Linked DNA regions of Callithrix jacchus: region 2 is linked to region 1. A link is a contact called in public Hi-C data. All regions are on one chromosome and are shown on one strand. Each heading gives the region's core, a stretch centred on a gene start, on an enhancer-like site or on the middle of the called end of the contact. The rest is flanking DNA. Distances are from core to core; before and after follow the strand shown.

Region 1 (6,909 bases), core at 1,281-3,780:
GGCACATCTGCTGGGCTCCACACTAGCCTGGGGAGAGGCCTTATGGTGCGGCTGTTTCCCAACAAGCAGTGGTGAGGTGTGCAGCAGGGCCCTGTTTAAACACAGAGAGGCGGGAGCCCTCACCCTGCACCTCAGATTCGTAAGACACCTGCTTCCTGATGCACTCCCCAGGCCTCACCTCTTGGTGGGAGTGGAGGAAATGATGGGATGAGTCACCACAAAGACCCTTCATGGGACACATTAACTTTACAGAATAATGTTTCTGAGACAGAGTGGAGGACTTTCTTTTCTTTTTTTGCCCTCAATCACTGAAAGAGTAGAGGATTTTAACTACACATAGTGTGCTCTGGCAATTGGCAAATTTAACCCCTGCCTGCCCTAAATATTTTTGTTTTCCTCGAGACAGAGTCTTGCTCTGTCACCTAGGCTGGAGTGCAATGGCAGGATCTCGCCTCACTGTAACCTTCGCCTCCTGGGTTCAAGTGAATCTCCTGCCTCAGCCTCCCAAGTAGCTGGGACTGCAGGTGTGTGACACCATGCCCGGCTAATTTTTTGTATTTTTAGTAGAGACGGGGTTTCACCATGTTAGCCAGGATGGTCTCCATCTCCTGACTTCATGATCTGCTCACCTTGGCCTACCAAAGTGCTGGGATTACAGGCGTGACCCACCACACCCGGCCAGGAAAGGGGTTCTTAGTCCTATTTTTTAGACAATGGCATTGAGTTCCAGAGAGGTTGGACAATTGCCCAAAGTCACACAGCTTATTATTCAAAGCACAGTAACTCATGCCCCCAGAGTTGACTTCCTATCTTCCAAGACAGGGAGGAACAAACATCACTGTCTGGCCTCGTATACTGAGTTTTGGTGAGACATTCTGTGCACACACACACACGAGCGCACGTGCACACCCGCATATGTGCTCTGTTTCTTTCCTGGGTTCAGCTTCCTGTCCCTAAGTGCAAGAAAGAAACCTGGAGACCTGGAGATCAACTCCCCTCACCCCATGCTGTAGACCCTACTTGGGTGGTGGGTGGTGAAAGAAGCCAACATGTTTCATCTGCAGATACACTTCTTTGAATAATTTGAGATGGCTGTTCCGAAGAAATGCAAACAGAAGGAGCCCTGCCATGCTGTCTTTCTGGGGAGATTTGTATCAGCAGAGAATCTGCATTGATGCAGACAAGTTTTCTCAGAGGTCTTCCTTTGTCCAGTCCAGGAAAAATTAACTGAAAGTGGGACACCTTTAAAGGTCTGAAGGCAACATTTCCCATCGATTCTCTTAGGGCTGCTCCCTGTGAGGTTTTGTCTGCGTAACAAGACCACCTTGGCTCCTCAGGCCTCTTCATCTCCTCCCATAACCTGTTTTGCTCCATCCATGCCCATATTCTTTCTGTAACCTCAGGATGGTACATCCACCTCTGAACCCCAGGGGGACAGATGTAATCGCTCTATGGTTCTCCCCCATGTGCATGCACATTAACAAACTTTTATGCTTTTTCTCTTATTAATCTGCATTTTCTGAGAGGATTTTCTAGTGAACCTACAGAGGGTAAAGGAGTGTTTCCCTGGGTTCCTACTGTGGCTTTTCTGGACTGTGAGACCACCTTTAGTCTTGCCGGGCAGGTTCTGAGTCAGGGGAATAGGGTCTGGAGGCAGAAAACCTAAGACCAATTCACATTGACTAACTAGAACTAAATCAAAAGGAAAATCCCAACTTTCCACACTTAAGTACCAAAAGGAACAGGGGCCACTCCCTTTGTAAATCCCACCCCCCCAACAATCCTCTCTGGCTGGCAGGTGAAAATGGAAAGTGCCTCTGATTAGTTGCTTTCTGCAATCAATTAGACATTTGTATGAGAGAGTAACTTCCCTTCAGCCTCTGAATGGTTGCTTTCTGCAACCAGTCAGACTGAGTCAGGCCGCTACTTCATTTGCATGAGGTGTACACCAAGTGGCCAATGGGAAACCTCTAGAGGGTATTTGGGCCCCAGAAGATCCTGTAACCAGGGCCCTTGAGCTGCTGCTCAGGCCTGCTCCCACCCTGTGGAGTGTACTTTCATTTTCAATAAATCTCTGCTTTAGTCGCTTCATTCTTTCCTTTCTTTGCTGTGCATTTTGTCCAATTCTTTGTTCAAAATGTCAAGAACCTGGACAACTTGCAGTCAATACCCTCTACCAGTAATAGTTCCAGCTGTCTCCACACACCCAGAGGCTCGCCCTAAGCCCTGCTCTGTTGAGGCCCTGGGCAGTGGAGCCACAGGAAGCACCTCTGACCCAGTGCTCTGTCTCAGGCTGGTGCAGGCCAGGGCCTGAGCCTGGGCAGGGCAGCACTGCACCCCTGTGAATCATGTACCCAGCAGGGGCTGTAACAGAGCTGCATGGCCACTACCAGGCAGCTGCTGGCTGCTAGGTTAGATGGTGGCATGCAGGGCAGGCAGGGGCTTCTGCACAGAAGAGGAACAGTGGCACGTCAGTCCCACCGTTCATCACCCCGTCAGAAAACCCCATTCATCACCCATATGTTCAGCGGCCACACCATGCACTGCCTCCCCCGTGGAGGATACAGTACAGAGGCTGCTGAGTGAGTGTGGAGGCAGCCAGGGCAGAAGCTGGGAGGCATACTGCACAGGGACGAAGAACAAAGACGCTGGAGTCCCACGGTTTCAGATTCAAATCCAGACTCCATTTCTTAGCAGATGGATGATCTTGGGAAATCATTGAGTCTCCCTGTGTGCCTGTGTCCTCATTTGTAAACTGGGATAAGAATAGCACCTCCCACGGGGGTTATGAAGTGATTTAAATGCAATGCCTAGCCTGTAGTGATTGCCTCATCCATGGTAGTTACGCTAAGAGGTCAGTGAAGTGCCCTGTTTTTGCAGCTGTGTGCCATGGAAATAGAAGTTATTCTTGGGACTGGTTTCACATTTTGTTTATTTCCTGTCTCCCCATTTGGAACATAATCTCCATGAGGGCAAGGATTTAAGACTGTTTTGTTCACTGGTGTGTCCTCAAGTGTCTACAAGACTCTGTGCATAATGGAAGCTTGATTTTTTGAGTGAAAGAAAAACAGAAAAAAAAAGAGAGTGAGAAAGAGGAACTGAGAAAGAAAGAAGTAAAATCTCCTTGATATACAGATGACAAGAACTGTACTGGGAGCCATCGCAGGCCAGAGACCTGCCTGCCTGCTGTTTTTATGAAGGCCATGAGAAACAACAGTGACCCCTGGAAGCTGGACTGGCTTAGGAGACACACAGGGAGGGAGGGGAGCCTCAAACAAGACAGGAGAGCAGAGCAGCAAGGAGAATAGACCATGACCCAAGGGCTTGCTCAGTCCCACCTGACTTAAGGTTTCACCAGTTCCTAAGAACAGTCAGTTAGGAAGCGGCACACAAACCCCACTGATTAGCATGTGTTATTTATTGCAGAGGCCCCTAACCTCAGGGCCTGTTAGAAACTGGGCCACACAGCAGGAAGTGAGTGATGGGCAAGAGCGTTTACTGCCTGAGCTCCACCTGCTGTCAGATCAGTAGCAGCATTAGATTCTCCACAGGAGCACAAACCCTACTGTGAACTGTGCAGGCGAGGGATCTAGGTTGCCTGCCCCTTATGAGCACCTACTGCCTGATGATCTGAGGTGGAACAGTTTCATCCCAAAACCACCCCATCCTCCTTGTTCATGGAAAAACTGTCTTCCACAAAACTGTTCCCTGGTGCCAAAAAGGTTGGGGACTGCTGACTTGTTGGACAAGCAGTGATGCAAAGAGTCATGGCATGCTGAGTTGTAGCTAGTTCTCATACCGAGCGTGAGTTCAGGCATTTCAGGACATACTTTCACCTGCCTGTTGAGGCTCCTTAAGGCTAATCAGGAAAGGTTTCCCAACAAGGCAAGCTCCTAAGAAACAGTGCCAGCAAGATCCTGAGTGACCAGGCCATGTAGGCAGCCCCTCAGGAAAGTCGCCTCTGTAGGCCTGGCTGCAGTCTGTGTGAGCTGCTTGTTACACACAACTTCCGCCTTGGACAGTAGTCTGGTGGGGCTGTGCATGAGGGAGAAGGGATAGCTCTGTGGCCGGCTGAGGGAGCCCCTCTTGGTCTAGAAGGTGCTAGTTGTCAGCCATGTTTACCCTACCATCAATAGCCTGTTCTGAGGCCCTGCTGAAACTCACCATTGGGCTTGTGAAGTGGAGTGAAAATATGATCTCTAGGCTGGGTGCAGTGGCTCACGCCTGTAATCCCAGCACTTTGGGAGGCCAAGGTGGGTGGATCACCTGAGGTCAGGAGTCCAAGACCAGCCTGGCCAACATACTGAAACTCTCTCTTTCTCTACTAAAAACACAAAAATTAGCCAGGTGTGGTGGCACATACCTGTAATCCCAGTTACTCAGGAGGCTGAGGCAGAAGAATCTCTGGAACCTGGGAGGCAGAGGCTACAGTGAGCCGAGACTATGACACTGCACTCCAGCCTGGGCAACCGAGTGAGACTCTGTCTCAAAATAATAATAGTAATAATAATAATAATAACGCTCTCTAAAGCCCACTGGCAGATAAGACCTGGGGAGACGGCAAGGGAAGACTCTGAGGATGTGGTGAGGAGGCATCTCTAGAAACTGGAGGATCTGACACACTCATCAGTGGTAAGGACAGGAAGGGAAGGGGCAGGAGCAGACTCAGGCTCTGAGTGGGAGGACAAAGCAGGGGAAGGACAAAGCAGAGGGCTCTGCAGAGCCTGATAGGCCAGGCTTCCCAGGGAGAGGTCCAGGGCCACTGAAAGCCATCCAAGCAGCATCTCCAGGCCCCGGAGCGAGACTGGAGGAAACAGACCAGAGGAAACAGATCTCATTGCCTGTTTTGCACTTTCCTGGATACTGACAAGGTTATGCCTATTCATATTTTTTTCTCATTTTTCTTCTGAACTATTTGTCTATTTCCCCCTCCCTCCACCCCACCAGGCATGCAGGACTCTTGATTATTTTCCTGATGTTTATCTTTTGTCACTTACGTGCCACACATATCTTTTCCTAGTGTGTGGCTTATCTTTTGAGTTTCTTTAAAATATCTGTGATGAACCAAGGTTCTTCAATTTGATGTGGATGAAATCACAAATCTTTCTTTTTATAATTTGTGATTTTTTTGGTGTGTTATAGTTAAGAAATTCTTCCTTACTCGAAGATCAAAGAGATATTGACTTCCATTTTCTTCTGGTCAGATATCCCACCTACAGGGCTGCTGCCGTTGTTTGGGGATTTGTGTCCAAGGCAGGGATGGGCACCCCAAATATGCTGTGCTGTCCCAGATGCCAGGAGGACACGTCAGGGCCTGCACAACCTTAGGGTACCTTTCCTGTAAACCAGGCCCAGCCATCACTGGGTACAAGCTACTGCTCCTAATCTACCCCATACCCATACTTTGGCCAACACAAAAGGTGCCAGTGAGCCTGAAGCCATAAGATCCATGTGGCAGATTTGAAGGCTCCAGGTGCTGCATTTAACTAGGGGTACTCAACATACTGTGATCAGCACAGATCTGTCTGCTCACCACATGCCAGGATCTGCCAGGGACCATCTCACAGCTAATGATAAATCCTCCTGTCAGGACCACAAAGCAGGGCTTTGTGACACTGTGTTAGCCCACATCGACCCAGGGCAGGGCTCCAGGCGGAGCTGGTCAGCCCAGGCCACTGCAGACAATGGAGCCACAGTGGGGTAGGTCTCGCAATGGAAGTCAGCATGGAGGATGGTGACAAGAAGCAAAAGTCCTGGCAGTAGCCAGGTCCAAGCATGCCTCCCCAAGGAGGGAGCGCAGGGCGGGGCAGGGCGGGGCGGGCTCTGTAGAGTAAACTGGGCAACTTGAATCTTGTAGTGTCTGGCTAGCACCCAGGCAGGCTCCACAGATGCCCGCCCGGGCCTGATTTTCCTGTTCTCAGTCTCCCACGTCTGCCAGGAGGCCTTGATAAATATTCAGTAGCTCTGGCCTCAGAGCCTGTGTCTGGAGGACATTTGTAGGCAGTGAACTGTAGAGAAGCTGAGAGGAGGCCTTTAAAGGAGCCCCAAACCTCAGCATCTCCATTCTGCTCGGCGTTGGGTTTTACAGGGTCCCAAGGGAGCCACCCACCTGCAGGCCTGACCCCCTGAGTTTGATGCGTGGGTTCCCTGAGCCCAGCTCTCAGGGAAGAAAGAGGCAGAATTCAGGCTGCTAGAGCAGCCGGGATGAGAGAAGTAACACCAGCAAATGTGGTATTTAATGGATATTTTTATACACCAGTAGCAAATACAGTCATTTCTGGGAATTTTTTTTTTTTTAGAAGATGCTGAATTAAAAATTTGCATCTTCGCTCATTCTCGATCTCCTTCTGTGGTTCCACTTGAGCAGCCCCACAGGCTGCAGGCTTACTTCCGCCTCATGCCCCCCACCTGCTGCCACAGCTTCCTGCCCCCATCGTCCAGCTCACCTTTTGGCCATCAGACATCACTCACGACCCCTCCCTCTCACCACAGACAGTGGCTCCAACCATTTTGAGTATGAAGTTTCTCATTTCGCTCAAAATATTTGACAGACTCCCTGCACCATTCATTATATTAGACACACATAGAGTCAAATATATATTCAACTTCAACGAAATCAATTCTATATCAGACTTTTATAAAACATCCACTTCTTGAGAAACTATATAATGATCAAAGTGATTGTGAATTCAGTAACCATATTGTGCAATTATATTTTACTTATCATAGAAGCATCTAGACACCTTTGACAGGCAAAGGGACATCAATGTGCAAAGGATGTGATTTGTTCAATCTTAAGACAGTGGAGAGAGGGGTGTGTGTGTGGGAGGGGTGCAAATTTGCTGGTCCCTCACAAAAGCTCTAGTTTTGGAAGGAGAGTCCCAGTGTCCACAGGTCTAGTGGTTCCAA
Region 2 (6,564 bases), core at 2,817-5,316, 96 kb before region 1:
GACCTCGTGATCCACCCGCCTCGGCCTCCCAAAGTGCTGGGATTATAGGCGTGAGCCACCATGCCTGGCCACTTTTGTGTGGTTTTCTACAGCTGGTTTTATTTCATAGTAAAAAGGGTTTTGTCAAAAAGTCAGAAGAGGGCAATTATTCCTGTCTAAAAATATTATCTCACTGCTCAATCTTTATTGGTCCAACCCTACCTGAAGCATTCAATAGGTTTTAGAATTAGGCTGTAAGGAACCCACGGCAACCTGATAACACTCTTTCCAAACATATGGGCACAGATAGAAAGAGTTCTTTATCCACACACGCATACATACACACCATTCTTCCCTCCGTCTGAGATGTCATCCCTGTTGTTCTCTCTCCAGGATGTCCCCACCTCCTCACAGCCCAGCTGCCTCAGCTGCTTTTCAACATCCTCCCTGATCTCTAGCTGAATCTGAGCTCATCACTATCTGGTGCTCTCTCGTGGGATATATCATCATCTGTTTCATTTTGTAATGACTTCCCCACCTTCTGAGTTATGTGATTATAAACTCCTGCAAGCAGAGAGTAACTTTTTTCATGTGTCCCTTTTAGTATGAGCACAGTATTAGGCACAATATGGCCACTGAAAAGCATTTCTTGTTAAGTACAAGAAATATAGTCTTTCTTGCCTGTAATGAAGTTAAAAGGCAACTGATGTCTCTATACTGCATTTGTTGTTGTTGTTCTTGTTGTTTTGAGACAGAGTCTCACTCTGTGACCAGGCTGGAGCACAGTGGTGCCAGAGTGTAAGTCGGCTCACTGCAACTTCCACCTTCCGGGTTCAAGCGATTCCCCTGCCTCAGCCTCCCGAGTAGCTGGGACTACAGGCATGTGCCACCACGTCCGGCTAATTTTTTTTTTTTTAGTAGAGACAGATTTTCACCATGTTGGCCAGGATGGTCTCAATCTCCTGATCTTGTGATCCGCCTGCCTCTGACTCCCAAAGCGCTGGAGTTACAGGTGTGAGTCACCTCTCCTGTCCCTATCATTGCTTGTTAACAGTCATGTTGTTCATTCTGTTTTAATAGGGCGTTAATTTTACTTGGCGTTCAGTTATAAGGCACAAAGGTCTATAATTTGCTTGTCAGCTTTTCTCTGTTACAGACCAAAAAGAAATACCAGGAATTGGCCAAAGCTTTGAGGATAAGCACTATTGGTGCTGTCAGCGGCATTCCAGCAGAGGGCAGCAGAGGGCTGAGCGTAGGGCCCCAGCCTGTTGCAGGGCAAATTGCTCCCGGGATATATTTGAGAGCTGAAGCAAGGCAGGTGTGCACACCCCAGGAAATCTATTTCAAGGCAGAAAATGTCTAGAATTTTCTGACATTTAGAGAACAAGCAAAGCTAAAATGTTACATGAGCCTCTCTGATCTCAAACAGATCACAGTTCTGATGGAATCTGTACTCGTTCTAAGTTCAGACTTTGCTGGGGATTAGGGTCACATGACTCCTTTTTTTTTTTTTTTTTTTTTTTTTTTTGGTTGGTTTTTGAAACTGAGTCTTGCTCTATCGCCCAAGCTGGATTGTGGTGGCACCATCTCAGCTCACTGCAACCTCCGCCTCCCGGGTTCAAGTGATTCTCCTGCCTCAGCCTCCCGAGTAGCTGGGATTACAGCCATGCACCACGACATTGGGCTAATTTTTGTATTTTTAGTAGAGACGGGGTTTCACCATGTTGGCCAGGCTGGTTTCGAACACCTGACCTCAAGTGATCTACCTGCGTTGGCCTCCCGAAGTGCTAGGATTACAGGCGTGAGCCAGGGCACCTGGCCTGTTGTTGTTGTTGTTTTAACATAATATCCTGAAACAACCTTCCTCCTGACTCAACATCTGCCTCCTGGAAAGCCACCTTCCTCTGAGGGGCAGCTTCTCCAATGTTCTCGGAGAGAGGAGCCAGTGTTTTGACGCAGCCTTATTTTTTTTCTTCTGTGGACTGCCCTGATAATTGCAGTCAGCAAGTTCTTTCCAGAGAAGGGCTCACTCACCTGCGTTTTGGAATAAGCCATCCTTATTTTTGGGCACAGAGAACATCTGTTATCCCAAAACATCTTCCAAATTTCAAGGAGTATATATTTCAAAAGGAAATTTCATCACAGTTTTACTCTAAGCAGTTGGCTTCAAAGAAGCCTGTGTCTGGCCATTGGGGATGTTAAAATAACCTAAATTTGGCCGGAGGAAGCCTTTGCACCCAAGTCCTTTCTTAACTAACTGCAGGCAGCCTGGCTTACTACTTATACTAATCAAAAACCTAAATTTAGGAGTACGCCTTTGTAAGAAACAGCTGAGTCTCTGCCATCGCAGCAACTGAGCTTCCTCCAATCACACGCAGCCAACAATCAAATAAGGCAAACGCTGACCCGGAACTAGTTATGCCTTGTGTGTACCTCACTTCCGGTTTCCGTGCATCCATAATACCTGATCACATTGCTGACGGAGCTCTTAGAACCAGTTCTGAATCTGAGGGGTGCCTGATTCACACGTCGTGGATTTTTTTGTGTGTGTTCTGGGTTTTTTTTCCTCACTTAAACTCTGCCAAACTTGTCTAAGGTTTTTCTTTTTAACAGGTTTTTCTCACTGCTCAAAGATCTTCCGTTTGTTCACTGAAAGGTGACAAATTCCCCTCTAAAAACTGCAAGGTCAAGTGTATCTGTGACTTTAGCGACTGTCAAAAGAATGCTGGGGTTGGGGGTCAGATGACTCCTTCTTTGTGTTTCTGTTTGGTTGGTTGGTTTTTGGAATGGAGTCTCACTCTGTCGCCCATGCTGAATTGTGGTGGAGTGATCACTGCAACCACTTGAACCTCCCGGGTTCAAGCGATTCTCCTGCCTCAGCCTCCCGAGAAGCTGGGACCACAGGCACGTGCCACCACACCTGGCTAATTTTTGTATTTTTAGTAGAGATAGGGTTTCACCATGTTGGCCAGGCAGGCCCAACCAAGTGGGGACAGAAAGAAATATAGGGAATGACAAACAACCGTAAACTCTTGTGCCAGCTTCGTACGGAACATCTGTATTGGAACAATCATGCATGCCCTGACAGATGCCAGCCTAACTGCAGATCAGTCTAACCCCAACCTCCACTTGTAGGCCGGGCCCCATGGCTCACGCCTGTAATCCCAGCACTTTGGGAGGCCAAGGCAGGCAGATCACGAGATCAGCAGCTCGAGACCAGCCTGGCCAACATGGTGAAACCCCGTCTCTACTAAAAATACAAAAAATTAGCTGGGCATGGTGGTGCGTGCCTGTAATCCCAGCTACTCAGGAGGCTGAGGCAGGAAAACTGCCTGAACCCAGGAGGCGGAGGTTGCGGTGAGCCGAGATTGCACCATTGCACTCCAGCCTGGGTAACAAGGGCGAAACTCCGCCTCAAAAAAAAAAAAAATCAGCTGGGAGTGGTGGCAGGCGCCTGTAATCCCAGCTACTCAGAAGGCTGAGGCAGGAGAATCACTTGAAACCGGGAGGCAGAGGTTGCAGTGAGCCGATATCACGCCATTGCACTCCAGCCTGGGTGGCAAGAGCAAGACTTTGCCTGAAAAAAAAAAAAAACCCCACTTGTGGCCAGGTACAGTGGCTCTCATCTGTAATTGCACTTTGAGAGGCTGTAGCGGGAGGACTGCTTGAGCCCAGGAATTCACGACCAGCCTGGACAATATGGCAGAATTTTATCTCTACAAAAAATAAGCCACATGTGGTAGTGTGTGCCTGTAGTCTCAGCTACCCAGAAGGCTTGGGCGGGAAGATGACGAGCCTAGGCTGTGGAGGCTGCAGTGAGCTGTGATCATGCCACTGCACATCAGCCTAGGCAACACAGTGAGACTCTGCTTCAAAAAAATAATCCACTTGAAACTGCTGCTAACTAGAATGCATATTCAAAGCAACTTGAATCTGGGCTCCTGGATGAAATCCTCAAATTTGGCCCAAATAAACTCTATATATATTAATTTTGCCTCAGGTCAACAGCTACAAACTAACTGCCTTTCTGAGTGCTGAGGGGCAGGTGATAATATGAGGACTAACCTGGCCTGTGCTGAGTCTCCAACAAGTAAAGCCTCTGTGCCTCTGAAATACACGAGGAATGGGTTTTGCTACCTCCTGGGTTGGTCTCAAAGTCCTTGGAGGAAAAGGAATTCTTTTCCACAAAAGTAATCATGGCCAAGATTTACCAAGCACTTATTCTGTGCCAGGCCATTTTTGTATATAATCTCATTTAATCCTCAGAAACACCTATGAGGTGGATTCTATTCCTATCCCCATTTTTCTGATGAGGAAACAGGCCAGGGTGGTTAGGCAATGTGACCAAGGTCATAGGGCTAGTAGGGATTGTGGGTGGGAACTGAGCCCAAAAACCTGACCCCAGAGTTCATTCTCTCTACAGGGTACAGCCCCCAAAGGAGAGATCAAAATTGCCTCTCAGGCACCCATTTTTAAAAATCCGGAGATTTTCCTCAAAAAGGTCACCAGCTATTTTAGATTCACATCCTGTGTTTCCACCTGTCCCAGAAAGTAGAACATAACAGATCTGGGCATTCTGAACACTGGGCTTCTGTGATCTCAATTCAAATCTTTCTTTAAACCACAAGTGAGAAGAGTCCCTGGAAAGGACCAACTGGAAAGTCGAGTAAGTTACTTCCGAGATCACAGCCCAGGAAAGAATAGTAACCCCATAGTCCTATCTCCAAAAAGCCGCATGAGGTTTGAGCCAAGTCTCGTCTGAAATGTCAGAATTCTAGCCACATCATTCTTGAAGTAATTCAGAGGGAGAGCTTGCATGGCGGGCATCAAGATTTGTCATAATCCTGCAGCAGCTAAGGAAGTATGTACTGGGGTAAAACTTTAGAAAATCAGGCTGGGTGCAATGACTCACACCTGTAATCCTAGCACTCTAGGGGGCTGAGGCGGGCAGATCACGAGGTCAGGAGTTGGAGACCAGCCTGGCCAGCATGGTGAAACCCTGACTCTACTAAAAATACAAAATTAGCAAGGCATAGTGGTGTGCCTGTAATCCTTTGGCAGGACCTTACACCCAATTATGGAAGGTGATCAGGGAGATCAGCTATAATCATCTTTGTGACCCCAGGTTAGGGAAGATTTCTTAAAGAGGTCACAGAAATATTGATAAATTAGACATTAGAATTTAAAACTTCTGCTCACCAAAAGATATCCTTACAGAAGTAAAAAAGCAGGCCAGGCAATGGAGACTCACACCTGTAATTCCAGCAGTTTGGAAGGCCAAGGTGGGTGGATCACCTGAGACCAACCTGGCCAATGTGGTGAAAATCCATCTCTACTAAAAATAGAAAAATGAGCCAGGCATGGTGGAACATGCCTATAGTCCCAGCTACTCCAGAGGCTGAGGCAGGAGAATCACTTGAACCCAGGAGGCAGAGGTTGCAGTGAGCTGAGATCACACCACTGCACTCCACTCTGGGCAACTAGAGCAAAACTGCATCTCAAAAAAAAAAGAAAAGAAAAGAAATCCAACAGACACGCATTAAAGTCACACTGAGATTTAGCTAATGAAGCCCAATCCCCAGTTTATAGAGAACAGAGAAAAATGAGTAGGACACCATAAGAAAACATGGGATAAATGCAGAATGTGGGACTCGTCAGGACTTTTTAAAAAGCTGGCCTGTGCTTTTTAAAAAGCCAAAGTCATTAAAAAAAAAAAAGAAAAAATAACAAAGATTAAAAATTAAAAGAGACTAAATACACAATACAAATGCAATGCATAAATTTGGGGTGGATTACAATTTCAAAAATTAACTATAAAAACATTTTCAGGTCAAATTGGGGAAATTTGAATATGGGCAAAATACTGTATGATATGAATAAATTGTTTATTTTCTTGATCATCATCACAAAATGGTAGAATATCCCTCATCTTAGGGGAGTCATGAGGAAATATTTTAAGATCAGTGAACACACACAAAATAGATAAATACAGGGAAATAGATAACTAGGTCAATTGATAGATAAATGATAGAACAAATATGCCAAATGTTAGTAATTTTTGAGGTAGCAAGAGGCATGTGTTCTCTGTATTATTTTATATTTGAAATGTTTTGCCAGGCACAGTGGCTTACACCTGCAATCTGGCACTCTGATAGGCCAAGGCAGGTGGATCATTTGAGTCCAGGAGTTCAAGACCAGCCTGGGTAATACGGCAAAACCCCATCTCTATAAAAAATTTGCTGGGGCCAGCCACGGTGGCTCATGCCTGTAATCCCAGCACTTTGGGAGGCTGAGGGGGGCGGATCACAAATTTAGTGGTTCAAGACCAGCCTGACCAACATGGTGAAAACTTGTCTCTACTAAACATACAAAAATTAGCCAGGTACGGTGGCGTGTGCCTGTAATCCCAGCTACTCAGGAGGCTGAGGCAGGAGAATCGCTTGAACCCAGAAGGTAGATGTTGCAATGAGCCAAGATCACACCACTGCACTCCACCTGGGCAACAGAGCAAGACTCCGTCTCAAAAAAAAAAAAAAAACAACTAGCTGGGCATGGTGGCATGTGCCTTTAGTCTCAGCTATTCAG

What was found. Hi-C and Micro-C count contacts between places; a contact is called where the count stands out from the background.
Region 2: a contact with region 1 is called in a Hi-C map of skeletal muscle, with 10 times the contacts expected there. The contact joins two enhancer-like sites. A contact is called at or near these places in 3 of 3 Hi-C or Micro-C datasets (induced pluripotent stem cells and skeletal muscle).

Annotation. Positions count from the first base shown.
Region 1 is chr11:76,440,907-76,447,815 of calJac240_pri, reverse strand. No RefSeq gene overlaps it. Among named protein-coding and RNA genes, the nearest start is that of SYPL1, 59 kb to the left of the region's middle. Within about 2 kb of position 2,530, at least 8 of the 16 cell types and tissues checked have an H3K27ac peak or open chromatin away from gene starts, as enhancers often do. A contact at or near this core is called in skeletal muscle, where this site is marked.
Region 2 is chr11:76,538,978-76,545,541 of calJac240_pri, reverse strand. The region is part of intron 1 of LOC144578394 (a long non-coding RNA gene); the gene reads right to left. Among named protein-coding and RNA genes, the nearest start is that of SYPL1, 39 kb to the right of the region's middle. Within about 2 kb of position 4,066, at least 1 of the 16 cell types and tissues checked has an H3K27ac peak or open chromatin away from gene starts, as enhancers often do. A contact at or near this core is called in skeletal muscle, where this site is marked.